Linked DNA regions of Gossypium arboreum: region 1 is linked to region 2. The links are chromatin contacts, called in public Hi-C maps. All regions are on one chromosome and are shown on one strand. The core of a region is the stretch at or near the end of the contact, and the rest is flanking DNA. Distances in the headings are between cores, read along the strand shown. Region 1 holds the start of LOC108485422 (ethylene-responsive transcription factor SHINE 2-like). Region 2 holds the start of LOC108486375 (EIN3-binding F-box protein 1-like).

Region 1 (4,202 bases), core at 1,468-3,967, 220 kb before region 2:
TGTCAAATTTGATTTGGCATTTAACACCTAAATTGACAACTACATGACTAATTGAAAGGCTTGACTAATAGAATAAGGAATTAATTAGAAAGGTTTGAAATTTAGTGTCGAATTAGAATCGGAGCAATGAAATGCAGAGGTTTAGTGCAATTAATCCAAATGCTTTTAATAAAGGTTTGAATTGTTTAATTGATGAGAATATGGATGTCGTTATCTTAACATATATTGTTTGTTGTTTCCATACCAATGGCTATAATATTTAAGTAGCTAAGGTTTCAATGTAAAGGCAGGCTCTAATCGTTTAAATCATATATTAAAATAGTCAGTGTATTTCATTTTCATTAAGCAATATTATTCAATATCTTTTATAAAAATTATTGATTACGAGTAGAGTAGGGTGGTAATTGGTTTGGATTGTTCTTTTTAAATTGCAGTTATCTTATGGTATTATGTTACAGTATTCAATTTAGTTAATTAATTTTAAAAATCTTGAGAAAATTTTATATAAATTTTAAGGTGATTTTCACTAATTTATATATAATAATTTTATGTTATAAAAATTATAAATTAAATAAAAATATAATTAGTTTAATTCGAATAATAGTAATTGTATATTCTGTGAATCGAAAATAAACATTAAAATCGAATCCGATTTAATAAAGAAAATGATTTTCGATATTTTCTCAAAGGCCATGAAACTAAAGCATGAATTGCATATCTTTTTCTTTGCCTTTTTGACTGGTTTTCTAGTGTTCTGAGAGACAAATATTTGGGTAGGCATACGTATATAGGATAGGGGAATTAAAAGGGAGTTTATCATAACTCTTAAAACATCATTCTCAATTTTATACTGAAAGCAAATACAAATCTGAATTAATTAGATGATTACTCATTGTAAGTAGCTTTCAATAATATCCAATCCAATAATTTTGCATGATTTTATGCTCCACAAATTATTTTATTGTTAACTAATGGAAATTAGCTTAATTGATTCATAGGGAAATCTAGGATCGGTATGGCCTTGACCTTACTTAAATGGTTCAATTGCACTCTTACTCCAAATAATTTTGTTAAATGGAAAAAAAAAAAAAGATTAGCCTTTTCGAAAAATTAATAATTTAATTTAAGTTAGTTTAAGTTTTATTTCGCGACTTTGAGCCTATATTTATGCAATATTTGGGGATCTTATATGTTAAAGAGATGCTCATGTTCATGATAAGGATAAAGTAGGAGAATAAGCAAGTTTGGATTGGACTTGAGGGACCTTGTTGTTTAATGTATATGGCAGACACTTGTTAGCAACAAATATATGGGGAAAAAGGGAGAACTTGATGCAAAAATTAAATGAAAGGTTTGATTGAAATAATAAAATTGAGATTTTAAACATCTCATAGATATTTTATAGATTTCATATACACCAAAGAAAAAAAAACAAAAGATAAGAGTGCCCTTTTAATTATATACCAATTAAAAGTTTAATATACAATGTTGAGAGGTGATAGATTACAATAGATGGACTAAAAGCAGACAGTAAAAAGACGGCTAATTCGAAGTTACTGGAGCAAGTAGACCAGTTTTTAAGGTTGTGGAATCTATGACAGATAAACAGACATGAAAGCTTGGATTAAATTCGAAGTTTAAACAGTTATGTAGGTGGTGATCTACATTTGCTTTCATATTGTAAAATTTCACAACCAGTTTTACATGCGGGGATGGTAGAACAATGACTTATGACCTTGAAAGGGTAAAATGCTAAAAGGACTTTTGAGTAGAAATTCTTTTTTTATATCTAGCAATGGGACTTCACCACTGCGCTGTTCACAATATCATATATGTTTTTAAGTAGCTATAACACACTTAAACTCCAATTAGAGAAGTTGAAGAAGTCACGGGACAATTCCAATTGAGTAATTCTTCTATCATCTGCAGTGCAATCCTATCTTCTTCCCCCATTAGGTTCCCGGCTTCGATCTCATCCGCCGTAGTTGACGACCCCGGCGACAGTGTCCTTCTGTCTCCGGACGCCGGGGTATCAACCTTCTTATTCCCAAGCTCAACCCTCATGACCCAATTGGAACTCGATCGATTCCCTGCACGCTTTTGCCAAACACCTATATGAGCATTATCGGTATCGAGCCTGAGGCAAGTCAAAGAAGGAGATTGGTCTTTGCAACACTTCCTCAGCTTAGCATTCAAAAGCTCGGCCAAGGCCTTAGGGGGCAATGGAGACCGATCATCATCATCATCATCATCACCGCCACCACCACCACCACGAGCATTTTGTTCACCAGGGTGAGCAGCCTTGGGGAAATTGGTCTTTGCATTTTGGCCGTTCATCAAAATAGCAGCTTGGTCATATGCCCTTGCAGCAGCCTCAGCTGTCTCGAATGTCCCTAGCCATACCCTTCTCTTCCTGCAAATATAAAAACACCATCAAATTCACAGCATAAAACCAGACAAGCATATACATATATATTTATGGCAATTAATGGGGTGATAATGTGAGTGGGTGGGTGTGGTAATTACAGCAAAGGGTGGCGAATTTCGGAAACCCAAGAGCCCCACTGACGCTGCCGAACACCTCTGAATTTCTTTGATTGTACCATGTCTTGTGATGGAGAGAAAGACTTGAGTGCAGAGATATCATAAATATGGAAGGTGATGAGGTTGCAGTTTTTAAGAGGGGGGAAATGTGAAAAAAATTATATATGAGGCTGTGAGCTGTCTAGATGTATTTAATGGAAAAGTCTCGAGGTAATTAGTATACTACTTTGCTGCAATAAAGATTTCCACCTACGCACCAGGAAAGAACTAGGTTCCAAAACAGAAAAAGAAAGAAAAAACAGCTAGATAACATTTTGACTATCTTCTTCATTATACTAGTAAGTACTAATAATGTTCACTAGCTAGGTAATCAAATTAATTGGATTTCAAAAGAAAAAAGAAAAAAAAAACCGGTGATAAAATAATACTACCTCTATGAAATATAGATTTGAAAATTCATGATAAGAATACAATGCATATGTTATCCACAAGTATAAAAATATGAATATATTAAATCTAAAAATATTAGGAATTCAAAATTACTACTAACTAGAAATCTAATAAGTTTGAGAAATTATTATGGATCTTACATTTTAAATATTTTATTTCTTAATTTACATTATTTTTAAATCCAAATTGTAATTTTAAAATTAAATTCCCAAACACTACCCTAAACAATTTTGTATCTAATAGCCAAGTATTAATTTGAAATTTATATTATAAAAAATTAACAATTTTTACACACAAATTGGAGTAAAAAATTAAGACTTAAAAACTAAGAACAAATAAAATAATTTTATTTATAAAATTTGAGTTAAAATTTTGGAAGTTTCTTGAACACAAAGAAATCATTTTATTCTTCTGTTTAATGAAGCTTCGATCTAAAGGTTGTTTAAACTTGATTTTGAAAACAAGTTTGGGTAGTTGTTTGTTTGAGAATTGATCTAAGAGTCTTTGAAACTTGATCTTAAGTCAACAAGGTTCACTTCAAAAGTTCCCAAGACTTGATTCCGAAGAATGATTTTTATCTCCTTTATGTTGGTGCAATCAAATTAGGGAGTGATTTGCTCCAAGCTTCTTTAAAACTTGATTTTGGATAGATAATTCCACTTAAAAGCTTTCTAGACTTGATTTTGAAGAACGAGTTTAAACTTCTTTGTAAAGTTGAACAAGATTGGAAGTAGCTTTTTCTAGAATTGATGCGACATTCTTCAAAATTTTTGAGTTCTCAATTTTTTCAGAGATTTGGAGAAAGTTTCTAGTGTTCAAAATCTTCTCTTTAAGGTTTTGATTTTTAAACTTTCAAAATTATGAAGTTGTGTTGAATGATTTGTAAGTTATCTCCTTTTATAATGCCAATCAATTAAGTAAAAGAGAATTCATATAGACTATAACTTATTAATTTGGGTGATATACAAGGATTAAACCTTTTTTAATTTATTATTTATCTCATATTTGTTTAAATTAAATATATATAAAATAAACCTTAAAGAATATGATATGTTTATAAAAGTTTTCTAAAAGGATTTAATTTCTTAGTTTATCTTTTTTTAATTAATTTAATTTAATTAAAGATAAATAATAAATAATTTTGATTCATCCAAAATTTTCTCAAACCTACAAATTGCCTTTCAAGACTTAGTCACACAAATGGTTTG
Region 2 (4,593 bases), core at 1,795-4,294:
ATGACTGAATTCTTTAAGATAAAAAAGAGGGACTAAATTCTAAATTTAGAGAGAGTTGTTAACAATTTAATTAATAAATTATAAAATGGATTCGTAATTAATATTAATGGATGTGAAATGAAACAAAAAGAATTGTGTGGGTGATGGATGTATCTAAATTGCCTTGAATAACAGTAATCAAAAGTCACATTGCTGCCCCCACCAAATTACTCTAAACAAAAACTTAATTAATTAGGTAGGTAGGACCAAATAAGGAAACTTTCCCCTCTTCCTCTCTTAATTTTCATTGGAACACCTTATCAGTTGGGCTGATTATTGTATAATTTAAATTCGATTTTTAAAATGGGAGTTTGGTTGGGTCAAATTATTTATGTTTTTATTTATACTAATTTTAGATTCAAGTGAAAATTAATTTTTATTATCAAGAATTAAATTAGAATATAGAACTTGGATAAACCTAATCCTCAAGAATATTTATATTTATCCTTTTAACATGCAATAAATTTCAATGCTTTCTTATCTTAATCATGCATGTTCAAGAATATTTATATTTATCCTTTTAACATGCAATAAATTTCAATGCTTTCTTATCTTAATCATGCATGTTCGATAAACGTATATTCATGCAATAAATTTCACTGCTTTCTTATCTTAATCATGCATGTTCGATAAACGTATATTCATATTCCTAAATTCCGCAAGATAACGTATAACAGCCCAACAATTTGACACGTTTGAAAACATGTTTTTTTTGACTTTTTGGTAATGATTTTTGCATGCTCTTCCTTTCTTGTCTCAAATAAAATGCTAAATTTCCATTTTAAGGTGTAATAATGTTATTTCTTACCTTCCCCCTTCTTGTATAAAGTTCCCCAAAGCTGTATAGCTTTAAAAAACAAGGCATGACCGGAAAAAAGCTTTAACTCAGAACGTTGCTTAATTAAGGTTGGATAACGTTACTTAATTAAGTCAGTTCTATGAATTGGGACGAATCCTTTATAAAAGTATTATATAATTAATGAATTATGCCTAATAATAAAATATTAGGTAAACTATAAAAATAGTCATTTTGTTTGCTTCATATTATATTTTAATAACTTATATTTGAAATGTTACGTTTTAGTCACTTACATTATCATTTTGTTACAAAGTGGTCACTCTACCGTTAAGTTCCATTATCTCCCTAACGACGATCCTACGTGACGGTCCTACGGGACAGTCCAAATGGGTTTCAAATGCCAACTTGGATGTCCTACGTGGTAGTCTAAATTAAATTTATTTAATTAAAAACCTATTTTCATTCTAGTAACTGGATATTGAAGCTGATATTTAACCAATTTGGACTGCCATGTAGGATTGCCATTAGGGAGGTAACGAAGTTTAACAATAGAGTAACCACTTCGTAACAAAATGATAACATAAGTGACTAAAATATAACGTTTCAAACATAAGTCACTAAAATGTAATCTGCAGCAAATAAAAGTGACTATTTTTACAATTTACCCTAAAATATTTCTCCTATTTGTAATCACTACAGGTCTAAACGTAGAGTATTTATTTCTCGTCTAAAAACAAAATTTTATAAATTTTAATTCCATAAAATATGCTTTAATTTTTTATAGAATTTTAGTTTGTTTATTTTATTTTAAAAATTAATCTCTTTATTTTTCTAATTTAAAACGTAAGTTCAGTTGTTAGCACTATTACAATTCTTTTATTAAATTTAAGTTTATTACAACATTATTTTCTTGTCACATGGCTACCAAATGAGTTTTTTCTTTTTAAAATTGAAAATGTCACGAAAACAAATTCAACAAAATAATTTTAATAGTGTTAATAATTAGACTTAAATTTGAAATCTGAAAAGAAGAGGGACTAAATCCCTGGAAATAAAAAGTTGATGGACTAAATTTAAAATGCAGGAAGAGTATAGGGACTCAAACCATATTTTAGCCTTTTATATATTTGGGTTGTTTTTATATTATATATTTTAGGGTTAATATATCATTTGTCACCTTAGTTTAGTTTTAATGTTCAATTTGGTATCCATACCAAACAAAATCATATAATCCAATGAATGTTTAACTCGTGCATTTTAGTAAAAAATGCATAGGTACTTAATTGGGAAAAAAAGAGCTCAGGTATCAAATTGAACATCAAAGTCAAACTCAAGTACTTAATTACATCAAATTAAAAGAATTTAGGTATCGAATATTGAAGCTAAACTTAAGTACCAAATTGGAGAAAAAACTTAAGTACCAAATTAAATATAATTAAAGACAAACTCATGTACCAAAGAGTATATATTAACCCTATATTTTACGCAAAATTATAATATCAATAATTTATTTTATATAAAATTTGATACTTTAAATTATCATATTTTTAACAATGATTTAATTTATATCATAAGTTATTTAGTTTCTACCTACAAAACCGAAGCTTAACATAGATCATATAAGGAAAATACCTATCATTTATGCAATTAAAAAAAGTTGAACATATGGCATAGACAAAATACTATATTTCTATGGAATTGCTTCACATATTAGTAACTTTTCATGGATTTATGAGAGAAAAAAAGACATCTATATTTCAAATTGACAATTTATGATCGGAGAACAAGAAAACAGTAAGATTATAATTGAAATTTCACTATGATCAGAAAGATAAATGGTAGTATAAAATCCAGAAATTACTCCCCTATTTTATTTGTCAAAATTTAGTTCGAAAGTCAAGAAGTTAGTTTAATTATGGTAATACATGAATTTGAATCGGTGATTTTTATTAATTTGTTTCATATAATTTGTTTAATTATTATTTTACTGATGTCGTAAATATAAATAGTTGAATTGTTGATTTACATATAAATTATTTAACTATTATTAATTTTCGTAAAGCAAAAGGGAAATACCTTAACGAATTAAAGTAGGAGGACTAACCTCTTAATTCTTGTAAAATAAAGGGACCAATTAAAATAGACTCAATTTTAAGATAATAAAGGGAACATAACAACAAAAAGGCCAATTATAAAAAAACCAACAAAAGAAAAAGTGGTTAGTGGTATTGAAAATGGTGGTGGGGGAGAAGATAGAGAGTATTGAAGGAAAAAAAAAATAAATAAAACGACATTTTTGCTCAAATACATTGCATGTGGGTATCTTTCCAGTGTATTATCACATACCCAAGCCTCTCTCCTCTCATCATAAAACCAACCCCTTTTTTCCTTTACCTCTCATCTTTCATTTCTCATTCTCCACAGTTTCTTTCTTTCACTCTTTTTTTTGCCCTATCTAATAGGGTTCCAATCATCTTCAAGCTCCAATCTTTCTCATGCATTCGTGTATTCAAGCCATACACGGTGACGTTTTTGCCTTCTTCCTTTTTGGGTCTCTTTTTTTGTCTCTCTTTGGAGGGTTTTTGGGCGTGGAACAGTGCATATTTGACCTCCCGGGGTTTTTTGAGCTGTACTCATGTCAAAGCTCTTTGCTTTTAGTGGTAAGCTCTTCATGTTTGCTAGTTATTATTATTATTTTTTTTTGTAATTCTCAGCTGTTGTCTTATATGTGGATACCCTTTTTCTTTATATGAACAAATTTTGGATTTTTGAGATATCTTAGGTAACTTAGGGTACTCGTCTTTATCATTATTGTAAAAGTATCATGGATGGTTTTAATAGCCTTTTAGCAAAGATTTTTTGTTTCATGGTATTTGGTTGACTGGATAAATGTGGAATTTTTTAGTCTTGGTTGTAAATTAGTTAATTCAGTTAGATAAGGGAGGAAAAAATTAGCAGCCTTTAGGTGATTCTAGTTGTAGATTAGGTGCCTCTGGCACAAGTCTGATTGTTCATTTTTTTTTCATGCCACTTATTAGATTAACCCTCAACTGTCAAAGATGTGAAGAGATTTTGATGTTATGCACGAACTTTGAGGATGTTTCTTACCTTAATTTCTTTTATGGTTTAATGATTCTTTCTACTTGAAAGCAATAAAGGAGTTTTGGTTGTAGATCAGGTCTATTCTGACTGGATCTGTTCGGACGACTGTCTTTTAGGCAGTAGGTTGTTTGTTCAGTTACATAGGACAGGACTACATCTGAGATGGACTTTCTGAGTTATAAGCTCCATCTAGTTCATAGATCTTGTATGGTGTGAAAGTTAAATATTCTTAGGTTTCTTTGTTAGCCTCCTTATGTTGTTCTTAGGTTCCTAGACAAGTGCTATTTGATCAATAAACATCTTTCAAAAATTTTAGCTCGGTTTTCTTGTAATTTGCTTCGTTGATCTCATAGTTGTTCTTTGTATTGGTTTGCAGGAAGTGATGATTTTTGCCCTGGGGGGTCAATCTACCCAAACCGCAAGGAGTCAAGTCTCTTTTTTTACCCTAACCAGGATGTGTATTTCCCTCCTTGCAAGAGGTGCCGCGTCAGTTCCCCATTCGTTTTCGCTGGAGGGAAGTTTGAGCAAAAGAAGCCTTCAATAGAGATCCTCCCCGATGAATGCTTATTTGAAATCTTCAGACGGTTACCTGGAGGCCAAGAGAGGAGTACCTGTGCTTGTGTTTCCAAGCGCTGGCTTACACTTGTAAGCAA

The links. Hi-C and Micro-C count contacts between places; a contact is called where the count stands out from the background.
Region 1: a contact with region 2 is called in a Hi-C map of leaf, with 3 times the contacts expected there. The contact joins the promoter of LOC108485422 here to the promoter of LOC108486375 in region 2. A contact is called at or near these places in 2 of 5 Hi-C or Micro-C datasets (both in leaf).

Annotation. Positions count from the first base shown.
Region 1 is chr6:103,133,386-103,137,587 of ASM2569848v2, reverse strand. It overlaps LOC108485422 (ethylene-responsive transcription factor SHINE 2-like), which reads right to left and starts at 2,717. Exons shown (of 2, transcript XM_017789260.2): 1 at 2,527-2,717; 2 at 1,625-2,413. The coding sequence starts at 2,606. The coding sequence ends at 1,858.
Region 2 is chr6:102,916,186-102,920,778 of ASM2569848v2, reverse strand. LOC108486375 (EIN3-binding F-box protein 1-like) reads left to right here and starts at 3,044. Exons shown (of 2, transcript XM_017790409.2): 1 at 3,044-3,498; 2 at 4,317-4,593. The coding sequence starts at 3,474.